Regions from separate parts of the Pan troglodytes genome. Here region 2 is linked to region 1. The links are chromatin contacts, called in public HiChIP or PLAC-seq maps. All regions are on one chromosome and are shown on one strand. Each heading gives the region's core, a stretch centred on a gene start, on an enhancer-like site or on the middle of the called end of the contact. The rest is flanking DNA. Distances are from core to core; before and after follow the strand shown. Region 1 holds the start of CLSTN3 (calsyntenin 3). Region 2 holds the start of CD163 (CD163 molecule).

Region 1 (6,757 bases), core at 2,017-4,516:
GTCCCTTCTCCTGTAGGCATAAAAGCATTCATGATCAAACACACAACTCTAAGCCCAGCTTCCCTGAGCAGCAACCTCCCAGAGCCTCCAGACCTGAGATCTGACAAAATCATGATGTGTTTAACCCTTGCCTGGCCATGTCCTTTTCTGGCATCCTTGACTCAATCTCCATTCTTCAGTGGAGACCATTCCCCTCCTTGAGCCCACTTTTATCTTCCCTTACTTTCTCATCACTCCCAGGACCTTCCCTCCCTCCCTTGCTCTTGGCCCTCCCACCCACTTTTCTCTGTCCTACCCTGCCTTGCCATCCCCCAATCCCAATTACCTGCATAGCGCAGCGGGGCATCCTTGTCCAAGGCAAAGAGTGGTGGATTCAGTAGGACCGTGTTGTCATTCTCCATGACGATGCCCTGGTACTCTGCCTCAATCCATGGCTTGTGCTTGTTGGCTGGCCCCACCCCAGGGAGAGGAGAGGAAGCACCTGTCAGCAGGGCCTCTACTCCCACAACAACCCTTGTTGACCCAGACAACTCACACCCCAGCACCATCACCTTTTCCACCCCCTATAGGAGCACCTTACAGGAGGCGGGTGGTTGAGGACAAGAAATCAGCTACTAAAGGAGTCAGAGGGTCTGCGGGAGGTCATAGCCTTCTCCTATAGCAGGGTAGACAGTTCCCATGGAAACAACCTGCCCTGGGGGTGAAGAGGAGGGGATCACTATCTCCGTGGGAACCATGGTCAGGAAGTGGAGAATGTTCTTTAGCGATTTCACGTGCTAGAGAATGGAGACAGGGAACTTCAGGGAGCAGTGGTGGGCTGTGAGAAGGCCCTGGGAAAGGGAAGGGATAGATTAAGGGCAGAATTGAAACTAGAAAAAGATCTAGAAGCTTCCTGAGCTCCTGATTGCTTATCCTCCTCCCAACTCATTTCAGTCCTGATCCCTTCACTCTGCACTTCTCCCAGCCAAGCCCCAACTTGAGGCCACTCTCCCAGAACACAGGATGGGGAGAAAGGAGAGAAGTGAAGATATATAGGACAGAGGGAGGGGGCAGAGAGGGGCAGGAATGGAGCAGAGGAATCAATGCTGAGCAACTGGACCCAGCACAGCCGTCATCCTAAGGGATTATCGGGCTGGCCTAGAAACATGACAAATCCCGTCCCTGCTTCCCACCCCCACACCCAAGAGAACACATTCGAAACCGACACATTTCTATGTCCTCCACAAGACCATCAAACCACATTCCCTGAAACCCACTTTTTATACAGAACTCAATCCCAGTTCTTATCTACCCCATCCCTCTTCCCTTCAACCACCAGCCAATTCAGAATGGATGTGGGACTCATCAGACTCCAAATCTCCCCATCTTCTACCAGATTCAGCCTGGTGAGGGGCTGTGGGGAAGCATATTTCCTCCCCTTCCACATCACCCCCCACCCCAGCCTCCACGCTTGCTCTAATCCCATCATCATGCCAACACCCAGGCTCCCAAAGCACAATCATGAGGCAGAGGGAAACTGAGTCCCCAAAAGGAACCTCATCCCCAGTATCTCACGGTGAGCAAGAAACCCTGATTTCCATTCTCTCCTCCAACCACACACCAGCAAGCCTTTGGCATGGGAAGGCTTTCTTACTGATGACCACCATAACCCCTTCCTGAATGCTGAGGAGAAAGCCACAAGATGGTGCACAGGAGGCGGTACAGGAAGTGGCAGGAGGCTAGGAGGCGAGGCTGAGGTCAGAGATGCAGGCGAGGAAGAGAGAGCCATGGAAGGGCAGGGCTGGGCGCCCTCTGCACAGCTCCCCCTCCCACCCTGCTTGTCTTCCCAGGTCTCTGAGCCTCTGTTTCCTCTCCTCCTGGCCCCCTGCGGTCTCTGCGTTTGCTCCCTTTCACTCCTAGGCTCCCGGGCTCCTCCCTGACTCACTCTTTTCCTGATTTTCCTCATCCCTTCCTCTTTTTTCTGCCTCCACCTTTACCCTTTTCCATCCCCTCCTTACCCCCTCCCACGCCTCATCTCTGGTCTTCTCCTTCTCAGCTTTCCCTCTCATATTCATTTAGCGCCCCCCACACACCCACTTCTGCCCTTTCCTGCCAGTCTCCATCCTTTTCCACCTACCTGAGCCCTCTGCCCGCAAGCCCTCCCTCCCGTCCTCCCTCTCCGTCTGTCCGACAGCCCCGCCCAGCTGAATGTATCCGCTGTCTGCCAGAGAGGGCAGCTCTGGTAACCCACAGCCCAGCTGATGCAGGCAAAAGGGTCTGAATGCAGAGGCACACGCAAAAACATACGTGCTCCGAATTGCTGAACTGCAGCAAATACTTTCTCCCCAGGATGGGATGGAGGCGAAGCAGATGGATCTGCCACACACCCTTAGCATGCGCCAGTGAAAGGGAGAGCCGCGGGGAGAGGCCTATCACCCGCTCGGGGGCAGTCCTTCCCAGACCCGAGGTAGCCACCAGCGTGTAGAAATTAGGGGAAGGGGAGAATAGAGACACCAGGACGGGAATGGAGACCAAATGGGAGCAAGATGACCAGCAAGAGAAACGCATGGGTAGAGATGGACCAGAAAGGAAGATGTAGCTGGGGGAAGAGAAAGAGAGGAGACGGAGCAGGTCTGAGAACGGATGGGAAGGCGGGTGATCAGAAGAGGGCCAGACACCTGTCAGGTGCCAGGGAGCCTCGACACCTCCTTCCCACCCCTACCCCGCACGGCGCTGCCCGACGCCCCTCTTTCGGTACCCCCACCCCCACCTCACTCACCTTTGTTACAGGAGCAGGACGCGAGCAGAGAGGCCAGCAGAAGGGGCAGCAGCAGGAGGGTCATGGTGCGGCGTGGGGCAGGGCAGGGCCAGGCGTTTGCCTCCCCTGGGAGCCTCCAGCCTGCGGATTCCACCTTGCGGGAGGGATACAGGGGGTCTCCAAGGAGCGGGGTTCAGCAGGGCAGGGACGGAAAGAAGCCTGCCGCCCACACTAGTCCATAAAGCGGGCCTGGGCAGATCCCAATCTGGGTAGCTGAGGCGGTGGACTTGCAGCGGCTTCCCGTTTCCCCCAGCCCAGCGTCCTCACTCTCTCACTCCCACCCCAACCCCGCTACTGCAGGATGACGTCAGCACAGCCGGGCAACGATTGATGGGGCCGCCGGCCAATCAGGTGACTGGGGGGGGGGGACCAGGTGCTGCAGCGGGGGAGGGAGCCAATGAGACTGGGGCGTCGGGGCTGGAGAGCTTCAGGGCTCCTTCCCCTGGCTGCAATTTGGGGGAGCCGAGGAACTGCGGGGGCTGGGGAGGAAGCTGGAGAGCCACGGAGGGGGTGGGAAAGAAGAGGGACGTGGGGAGAAAGAAGCCAGAAGCCAGGGGGTGGGGAAGAGAGACGTCAGCGGGACCTGAGGGCGGCCAGGAGGGGTGGCACCGCGTCACCCCGCCCCCCAACTCTGCATAACCTGTTTCCACAGCCCCTTCCATCCACAGATCCGTGCTGCGTGCCCTCTGGGAAGGGTGAAGTAAAACCCTCAGTCTGAGCCTGAGAAATCCTGGCATTTGTAGCCCAGGGCTGCGAGGAAGCCACAGGGCGGTCCGCAGGGCGGTATCGAGGCTCTGGGACCCAAGGAGGGGCAGGACGTCGTGCACCCCTCGCGCACGCACCTGTCGGGACCGGCCGCCTCCTCCTGCCTACCTGCCCTGCCTCCTTCGCCCCGAATTTCACCTTAAACCATGATGAACCAAGCCCAGTGGATTCTGAAGCCCGGGACGATGGCAGGTTCGAGAGAGAATTGGGCAGCTGGGGGCGGGGCACAATATTATTTAGGCGCCTCCACCCCACCTTCACAGAAATACATCTGGAAAGCATGGGCTGTCCTAGGGCTGGGGACTGGGGGTTACGGTCTCATCGATGACTCAGAGGGAGAGAAAACCCCCTGGGTCCCAAGCCAAAAAGAATAAAATTCTCTAGAATAGCCAACAAACTCCTCTCAGGCTGTCTGTTCCGGACTTTGAACTCAGCACCCCTCGGGCTCCACCTCCCTCCTAATGGCTCTTTAGGACCAAGAGTCTGGAATGCCACTTTGGGGTCCCAGTTGAGCACACTACCTGAGGGAGCTCTGAGAGCCAGGCCTACAGGGTGCTCTTCATGGTGGCAGCTGGCCATCCTCACCCCCTCCCCTCACATCTTCCAACATCACTCAGTCCCAGGCTCTCAGGATATTGTTGGAACTCATCTCCACCTCACACAGCCAGACCAGCCTCAGGTGTCTCCCAGGAAAGACTGCCCCTCAGGCCCTGGGACGGTTCCCAAGCCTGCCAGAAATGAGGTGGAGGCCAACACTGACCTTTGGATGGCTGAGTTTTGGATGACTGACAGCCCCAGATCCTGCTCCAGGTTCCTTCCTCAGGAAAAGCCAAGGTCAGGCGCAACTTTGCCAAATCCCTGCCCCTCCTTCAGGCTGGAGACACCACCCCCAAACTCACCATGCGGGGAGGGAGGAAGTCTGGTAGAGACTCTTATTGCAACAGGGCCCCAGCCTTATAAAAAGCCCTGGTAACCCGGCCATTACACATCCTGTCTCTGTGTGTGGAGCAGGCTGGAATCTCTCAGCCTCACCTGCCAGACAACACCCCCTCCTTCCTCACCCTGTCTCCTGCATTCTCCTGAAACCTTCATCCACACAATGCCTCCCAACCTCACTGGCTACTACCGCTTTGTCTCGCAGAAGAACATGGAGGACTACCTGCAAGCCCTAAGTAATGGCCTCGCCCTCCCAGACCCCTGTCACTCCCTTTCTCCCCTCTTCCTTCCTGCTTCTTGGTCCCATGGAGAAGAGGGAATGCCCGGGGTCGGACACTGTGGAAAGGCTCAGGCGGCTGGCACCAGACCTGGGATCCATTTCTAACCAGGGATTGGTAGGAGGGGGTGAATCCACAGTCCCAGACCCAAAGAAGGGAAACTCACAGCCCTGAGGGGCTGCTGCAGGCAGAGGAGCTCCTGGCTGGCTAGCAGCACCCCTACTAACAGGCAGCCCCCACAGACATCAGCTTGGCTGTGCGGAAGATCGCGCTGCTGCTGAAGCCGGACAAGGAGATCGAACACCAGGGCAACCACATGACGGTGAGGACGCTGAGCACCTTCCGAAACTACACTGTGCAGTTCGATGTGGGAGTGGAGTTTGAGGAGGACCTCAGGAGTGTGGACGGACGAAAATGCCAGGTACATTTTCCCTGGCTGGGCGGTGGCCGGAAGGAGGCATCACGGGAGACTCCTAACAACATGGGGCAAAACAAAGTGACCTTCCCCAGCCAGAGCAGCGGGGAGGAGGGGAATGGTCACCGCAGCAGGGAATGCAGTCCCCAGGATACCAGTCTCCAGAACTAACAGGTCCTGGTGCTCCCTGTCTCTCTCCCACTTCTTCCCTGCCCCCTCTTATCACCAGCCCAAAGGGCAAAGAACAGGCCAACCCAGACCGAAGAGCAAACATTTGCCCACCCTCCAGCCTGTGACACTGTTGGTCACCCAGAGTCCCTTTTACTTTAGCATCAATAACTTCACTCTCCTGCATTTCTTTCTACTTCTTACATATTCCTTCTTAGCCTCCTTTGCAGATCCTAGTCCTCCTATTAATCCTTTAAACTGGAGTTTTCTCCGCAGAGTTTTGTTCTTAATGTCTTCTCCCTTTTGTCTGCCCACTATCCATAGGCTAAATCATCTACACCCATGCCTTCTGCTTCCATCTATAGGCTGCCCTTGGCATGAATTCTCCAGCCAGAGCCATCTCCTGAGCTCCAGGGCAATGTTTTCAACTGCCTACAAAATACAGTCGGCCCTCCATATTCATGGGTTCTGCATCCACAGCTTCAGCAAACTGCAAATGGAAAAATATTTGGGAAAAATAAAAATAAAAAATAACAATACAAAATGATACAAATAAAAAACAATACAGTATAGCAACTATTTACAGAGCATGTACATTGCATTAGGTATTATAAGTAATCTAGAGATGATTTAAAGCATATGGGAAAAGTCTGGGCGTGGTGGCTCACACCCATAATCCCAAGACTTTGGGAGGCTGAGGCAGGCAGATCACTTGAGGCCAGGAGTTCAAGACCAGCCTGGCCAACATGGTGAAACCTCATCTCTACTAAAAATACATAAATTAGGCCGGGCACAGTGGCTCACACCTGTAATCCCAGTACTTTGGGAGGCCAAGGCGGGCGGATCACCTGAGGTCAAGAGTTCGAGACCAGTCTGACCAACATGGAGAAACCCCATCTCTACTAAAAATACAAAAAATTAGGCAGGCATGGTGGCGCATGCCTGTAATCCCAGCTACTTGGGAGGCTGAGGCAGGAGAATTACTTGAACCCGGGAGCCAGAGGTTGCAGTGAGCCAAGATCATGCCATTGCATTCTAGTCTGGGTGACAGAGCAAGACTCTGTATCAAAATGATAATAATAAAGTATACAGGGGGATGTATGTAGTTTCTCTACAGATACTAAGCCATTTTATTCAGCAGATTTAGTGGGGTGGGGGTCCTGGAACCAATTTCCATTTGAATGCCAAGGTCAAATTCAAATTCACTGTCTTCCTATCCAAACCTACCCCACTTTCATATCTACTCTCTCCACTAATGGCAATAACCAGCCAGGCCAGAGACCTGGGAGTCATGGTCAATATCTCTTGTTTCCTTACCTCTAGGCTCCCAGCACACACACACACACACCACCACCACCACCACATCTAATTGGCCAAGAAATCTTTGTAGCTTTTCTG
Region 2 (6,983 bases), core at 193-2,692, 480 kb before region 1:
AAGACAAAAATACTGCATAGACATCTCAACGTCACTTGAAGTGAAATAACATAAAAATGGGAACAGCCTCCTCCTGATGCTCCGGAAAGATGAATATGAGAAGGGGACCATTATCTCTAACGGGAAAACTTCCGGCCTAAGGGTTGGGCCAAGTCAAGGTTCTGTGTGGGAATTCTGAGCATATCAATGGGAAGTGTGCAAGGCTTGTCATCTCCCTGAGCACTTGTTTCCTGTCCATGAACGACGAGAATAACCCAACTTTCCTGTTTTAAGTAGGGTTCTTTTTCTTCTTCTTCTTCTTCTTTTTTTTTTTTTTGAGAGGAATCTCGCTCTGTCGCCAGGCTGGAGTGCAGTGGCACGATCTCGGTTCATTGCCACCTCCGCCCCCCGGGTTCAAGCGATTCTTCTACTTCAGTCTCCCAAGTAGCTGGGACTATAGGAGCGCGCCACTACGCCCAGCTAATTTTTCTATTTTTAGTAGAGACGGAGTTTCATCATATTGGCCAAGATGGTCTCGATCTCTTGACCTTGTGGTCTGCCCGCCTCGGCCTCCCAAAGTTCTGGGATTACAGGCGTGAGCCACCGTGCCCGGCCTAGTAGTGTTATTTTTCACATACACCAATAGGCATCTTGGCTCAACATACGAAAGCCCCTTTCCACAGAGACAGCTGCCTCCAGCCTGAAGAAGTTGCCACAGGAGGTAGAAGGAGGTCCCTTGCCCATGCCTGGGAGACCCAGCCAGAGTGGACAGGGAGGCGGCCCGGGCCGGGGTGCCAGACTCGGCAAATAAACACAGCACTCCCAGGTAACCCTGAATTTCAGATAACCAACGAATAACTTTGTATGATACTATATTTGTACTCAAAAGTAACTCGTTTATCTGAAATTCAAAGTTGACTGCGCATGCGTTACTGTATTGTATCTGGCAACGCTCCACCTGGAGCCCTTAGGTTGGTTTTCCTACTCGGGTTTGTGGAAGGGGCGCCCCCTGTCTTGCAGGTGCCCGCGGCGCTCTCCACAGAGGAGGAGCGCTCGAGGAGCGCTGGCGGCGGCAGGGGCGGCAGGGGCGGCGGCAGGGGCGGCGGCAGGGGCGGCGGCAGGGGCGGCGGCAGGGGCGGCGGCAGGGGCGGCGGCGGCGGCAGGGGCGGCGGCGGCGGCGGCGGCGGCGGCAGGGGCGGCGGCAGGGGCGGCGGCCCGGCACTGACTGGAGACCCAGGTGAGTCCTAGCAACTCACACGGCCCAACCGTCAAAACCACCTCCGTGGTGGGCGCGCACCCTAGGCACGCACTTAGGCTCAATCCGGGAGTCGCCTCCGGCCACTGACTGGAGACCCAGGCGAGTCCTAAGGAACTGACAAGGCCCAACGGTCAAAACGGCCTCTGTCGTGGGCGCTCACCCAATGCACCCACCTACTCTCTCTCAATCCGGGCGTCGCCTCCCGTTGCCAGGCAACGACGGCGCGCGCAGCAAAGAGGAAGCGGGACTGACAGATGAGGAAACCGAGGTTTGCAGAGACTGAGTGACTTGTTGAAGATCACACAGCTAGTAAGAGGCAGAATCAAGACTGGAACTTGGGGGCTGGGTGCGGTGGCTCACGCCTATAGTCCCAGCTACTCGGGAGGCTGAGGCAGGAGAATCGCTTGAACCTGGGGGGCGGAGGTTGCAGTGAGCAGAGATCGCGCCACTGCACTCCAGCCCGGGCGACAGAGCTAGACTCCATCTAACAACAACAACAACAACACAAAATCGCGCCACTACACTCCAGCCAGGATGGTGAGACCCTGTCTCAAAACAAACAGCGGCAACATAAAAAACCCAAAAACCAAACCATAACAAAAAAAACCTGGAAATTGAACTTGGGCCCCAGGATGGAAACTGACTACCTGAAGAGGTGCTTTGGAAATTGCCTGGCCCAGGCACTTGCACTTGACATGCATGGGGTATATTCTTCCACGTACAATTACATATATGCATTCATATGATTATGTACAGTAGTAGTAGATTATTAAATGTTGAACAGCACTAACACACCATGTACATAATGGAACTGTATTTAATATTTATTTTTGGTAGTGATATGGCACATGAAAATAATTTGTTTTCTCATGTAGAAAATTCAGGGAATGGCTTAAATAGAATTTCAGCTTTGGGGGCTCATAATTGAGTGAGAGGCTTCTTCCTTGATTCCCCTGAGAAGGAAGAAATCTTCATTTTTGGTTTGCAAGACCATGAAAACAATAAGTACAACAAATGAAATACTTTACACTCAAGGAAACATGTTTTAAAAAACAGAGAAGATATAGAAAAGAAGTATAAGTAATATATTCAAAGAGAGACTAAACGATATTTTATTAATTTTAAAAGCCATAGATTATAAAAATAAAAGTTTGCCCTATGAAAATAGAAAGAAAATCCTTAAGATAGTAGGTGAAGAACAGAATGGATAATGCCAGAAAAATTTTGACCCGAGAGACCTAAATAAGTAATTCTCCCAAAATACAGTAAAAGGGGAATAATGACAAAGAATATAAAAGAGATACAGAGGATACATATACAGAAATTTCAATATGCATCCAAGTTATAGAAATATTAAATGGAGTAGAGTACAATCAATAATAATTATAACAACAATAGATGAGAAATTTTCAGGATTTAGCTAAAACATAAATCTTCATCTAAACTTCAGAGTGGAAAAACACATAATACTCAAAGGAAATACAATTATATTGACTTCCAATTTCTCATCACCAACACTAGGAAGAAGACAATTTGAAAGAAAAATCTTTGTCACCTTGGGTAAGCAAAGAGTTCTTGGACATAAGACCGACACCAAAGGACAAACTGATAAGGTAGATATTATGAAAATTAAAAACTTTACTTCTTCAAAAGACCATTAAAAGATTGGAAGGCTAGCCATAGTCTGGAAGAAAATAATTGCACATCATATAGTTAATAAGTTTGTATCTAGAAGACATAAAGAACTCTCATAACTCAATTTTAAAGAGTAAACAATAGGCAAAAAGATTTGAACAGATACTTCCCCAGGGAAGATACTCAGATAGAAAATAGGCACCTGAAATTAACATCACTAGTCATTAGAGAAATGCAAATTAAAACCACAACCAAATACCAATACACAATGATTAGAATAGCTAAAATAAAAAGACTTTACAATACCACATACTGGCAAGGAGGAGGAGTAACTAAAAATTTCTTATTGTTTAAATGCAGAGTGGTACCATGGGGTTGGAGCCTACTAGTCTAATGAGGTTTTAGCTTAATAAAAGTGTTTAATTTTCATTGAATTAATGTGGGATAAAGTTTTACAGTCCTTATTTTTCAGGAATTAAGTATGATATACTTGCTTAAGACTTTGAGAGTTGTTGTTCTGGCTAACCTAAATTCCTGATCCAATGCTAAAAATATTCGTGCAAGGGGGAAAGAAAAGATTGATAATATCCTAAGTGGAGATAGAAAGGCTATTTTGTTTGTATTCTTCACCTGGCATTTTGTTTTTATGTTGTTGGTTGTTGGCAATATTTTAAGTGATGTAGAGTAAATCAGTCATACATAAAAATATAAACTAAGTAAAGCTATGATAGCTACAAATGTTGGTATAATAAACTATTGTTCTTTGACATGAATAATAATTCATTTAGGTAAAAATCTGGTAAGTGATGGTAGACTTCCTAAGGAAAATAAGGTAACTGAAATTGTGGTTGCTTAGGGTGATAATTGATTTCATGTGTATGATGATGATAATGCTGTGGTACATATATTTAATAATAATTGCCTTCTGGGAGAACAGCTTAAATTTCTCATTTGCTTTACATCCTGCTGCTCATTTGAAATTTTCATTGGTTCACAGATATTTTAAGTAGCAAACACAGCTCTGAGGGCAGAAAATGAGTGAGACAGTTATTGCCTTGAATTATACTTCTGATGGTGCAAAGAGTAGCTCTTTCCCCCCGCCATCATACTTACTGTGATCTCTGTGGCTCCTGTAATTTTTTTTTCCTTTCCATAAACCGGAAATACATCATCAGAACAATTTATGGCTAGGCATGCCTGTAATCCCAGCACTCTGGGAGGCTGAGGTGGATGGATCACCTGAGGTCAGGAGTTCGAGACCAGCCTGGCCAACATGGCAAAACACTGTCTCTACTAAAATACAAAAAGATTAGCCAGGTCTGGTGGTGTGCGCCTGTACTCCCAGCCACTTAGGAGGCTGAGGCAGGAGAATCGCTTGAACCTGGGAGGCGGAGGTTGCAGTGAGCCGAGATCATGCCATTGCACTCCAGCCTGGGTGACTGAGGGAGACTCCGTCTCAAAAGAAGAAAAAAAAAAGAAAAATTTATTATTGAAATACTCAGTCAGCACCTCCAGCCCTCCCTACCAAGATGGCTTTGTGACAGGCCAGGTCTCACTAATGCAGGCCTCCATAACAACTGTTTCAGAGTGGTTAACTATTAAAAGCCAGTGCTCTTATACACAGGTTGGAATGTAACAAAAGCCCAGCAAGAGTTTTGCCTAGGCCTTTCCCGAACCTTAAAGCATGACTAAACATGTCTATTGGAAGTCTGAAGGAACTCCCCAAACCTTTGTGATTTAGCAGGAGACAAGATAAGGGTAATCACCCCAGCATCTAGACTCATTTAGATTAAGCAAATTTACTGAGGCTCCAGAGGAAGGTCATCAGGACTCAGACCTTAGTTATAGATTAAAAGAAGTTAATCACTTATGTCTTTAGATGAATGCACATTTACATGTAGACATATAGCTTAGAAGGTCTATGAACTCTGGAAAACTTTGTAATTTTGAGTTGGTCTGGCGATAATTTCTGGGCCTTTTCCTTGTAATTGGTTACAGAGATAAAAACTCTCTTCCTCCCCAGTACATTGTCATCTTGTTATTGGGCCATGAGAAATAGCAGCCTGACCCTCAGTTCGGTCCAGATACTCAGCTTGGTCTCTGTTGTGCCTGGATCACAGTTCAAATTCTTCTCATATCACATTTTGTTGTCTCATCATTCCCCGACTCTGCTTTCTTTCCAAGGTGTTAATTCCTAAAAACACTTATTTTTTAGGAATAAATGCCACTTTGTTTTAGCATCTGCTTCTGAAAAATCCAATCTGCGACAATCCTCTTCAGATGGGTTGAAGCAGAAGGAACAAGCCATGCTCACAGGGAGCAGGATTCTCCCTCTCCCTGTGAGTCACAGTTACTTTACAATTTACTATGCTTCATCCTTGCCCCAGAGCCTTCTGAAAATAATAAACTCTCATTAACCCAGAGAAATGACAATGTTGCATCAGTTATCTCTGTGAGGATTCCACAGAGCCTGAAGCCTTACATTTTCTACCAAGGGCATGAAAGAATTTTAGCTGCTGCTCAACTTCGGAAAGGGAAATGCCTTGAAAGTAAAATTGAAGGGGAGGTGGGATCCATTCAGACACTGAAATATTTCTCACATTCTAGGTTACTTAAAACTATTTTTCTAGTTTCTTCAGTAGAATTTTTAGTACACTTTGAAGTTGTTTTTGAAGTTTGAGTGCATACGAAAAACCATACAATTACATTGTTCTTTTCTACACCTTTCATAGATTGAACACACTCATGTAATTGTCATCCAGGTCAAGAAAAAACATTGCTGACACCCCCAATCCCATTTGTACATTCTTTCAGTTACCATCCTCCATCACATAACCAGTAGGTAAACATCTAACAATACCGTTTCCAGTGTACTTTGGAAATCCATATAAATAGAATTATAAAGGATATAATCCTCTCTGTTGGATTTTTTATTTTATATATTGTTTGTGAGATCCATGTATAATATTGTTGGCTGTGGTTGTAGTTTTTTCATTCTCGTTACTATATTGCACTCCATTGTGTGAATAGACCACATTTCATGTATTCACTTTACTGCTGGTGTTTTCTAGTTTGGCGCTATTATAAATAAAACTGTTATGGCTATTTTGTACATGTCTTTTGATGTCTTGTGTATGGAATTGGTTCCTTCTGGTGGGTTCGTGGTCTCACTGACCTCAAGAATGAAGCCACAGACCTTCACGGTAAATGTTACATCTCTTAAAGGTGGCATGGACCCAAAGAGTGAGCAGCAGCAAGATTTATTGTGAAGAGCGAAAGAACAAAGTTTCCACAGCATTGGAAGGGGACCCAAGCAGGTTGCCACTGCTGGCAAGGGGTGGCCAGCTTTTATTTCCTTATTTGTCCCCACTCATGTCCTGCTGATTGGTTCATTTTACAAACCTCTAGCTAGCTACAGAGCGCTGATTGGTGCGTTTTACAATCCTAGCTACAGAGCGCTGATTGGTGCATTTTACAATCCTAGCTACAGAGTGCTGATTGGTGCATTTTACAATCCTCTTGTAAGACAGAAAAGTTCTCCAAATCCCTACTCACCCAGGATGTCCAGCTGGTTTCACCTCTCAGTATTAGTTATACTCCCTCAAGCCTGAGAAATCTATTTGCTCCACATCCTCACTGACACTTGGAATTTTCAGGTATTTTTCATTTTAGCCATTATAGTGGGATGTAGTTATATAACATTTGAGTTTTCTTTGATGATTAATGAAATTGAGCAATTTTCAAATGCTCTTTGGTTATTGGAAAATCACTTTTTGTGACATATCTGTTCAAGTATCTTGCCCAATTTTTTCTAAGTTGTTTATCTTTTTTTATTACCTGTAGGAATCATTTATATATTCTGCATATAAGCCCTTCATAGACATCTGAATTGCAAAACTTCTCCCCTTACGAGAGATACCTTTAAAGCTTTTTTAGTAGTGCTTTTTAATGAACAGAAATTCTTAATGTAGACCAGGCATGGTGGCTCATGCCTGTAATCCCAGCACTTCTGGAGGCCAAGGCGGGTGGATCACCTGAGGTCAGGAGTTTAAAACCAGCCTTGCCAACGTGGTGAAACCCTGTCTCTACTGAAAATACTAAAATTAGCTGG

Evidence for each region. HiChIP or PLAC-seq counts read pairs in DNA pulled down with a chosen protein or histone mark.
Region 2: an H3K4me3 HiChIP or PLAC-seq map of stem cell-derived excitatory neurons shows a contact between it and region 1, with 4 times the contacts expected there. The contact joins the promoter of CD163 here to the promoter of CLSTN3 in region 1. A contact is called at or near these places in 1 of 7 Hi-C or Micro-C datasets (stem cell-derived neural progenitor cells), 1 of 1 datasets of contacts at active chromatin or transcription factors (stem cell-derived excitatory neurons) and 1 of 1 other capture datasets (stem cell-derived neural stem cells).

The regions. Positions count from the first base shown.
Region 1 is chr10:14,311,105-14,317,861 of NHGRI_mPanTro3-v2.0_pri, reverse strand. CLSTN3 (calsyntenin 3) reads right to left here and starts at 3,266. Exons shown (of 18, transcript XM_016922879.4): 1 at 2,759-3,266; 2 at 326-448. The coding sequence starts at 2,822. It overlaps RBP5 (retinol binding protein 5), which reads left to right and starts at 4,629. Exons shown (of 4, transcript XM_001164007.5): 1 at 4,629-4,734; 2 at 5,019-5,197. The coding sequence starts at 4,662.
Region 2 is chr10:14,788,081-14,795,063 of NHGRI_mPanTro3-v2.0_pri, reverse strand. CD163 (CD163 molecule) reads left to right here and starts at 1,442. Exons shown (of 21, transcript XM_063786270.1): 1 at 1,442-1,546; 2 at 2,759-2,850.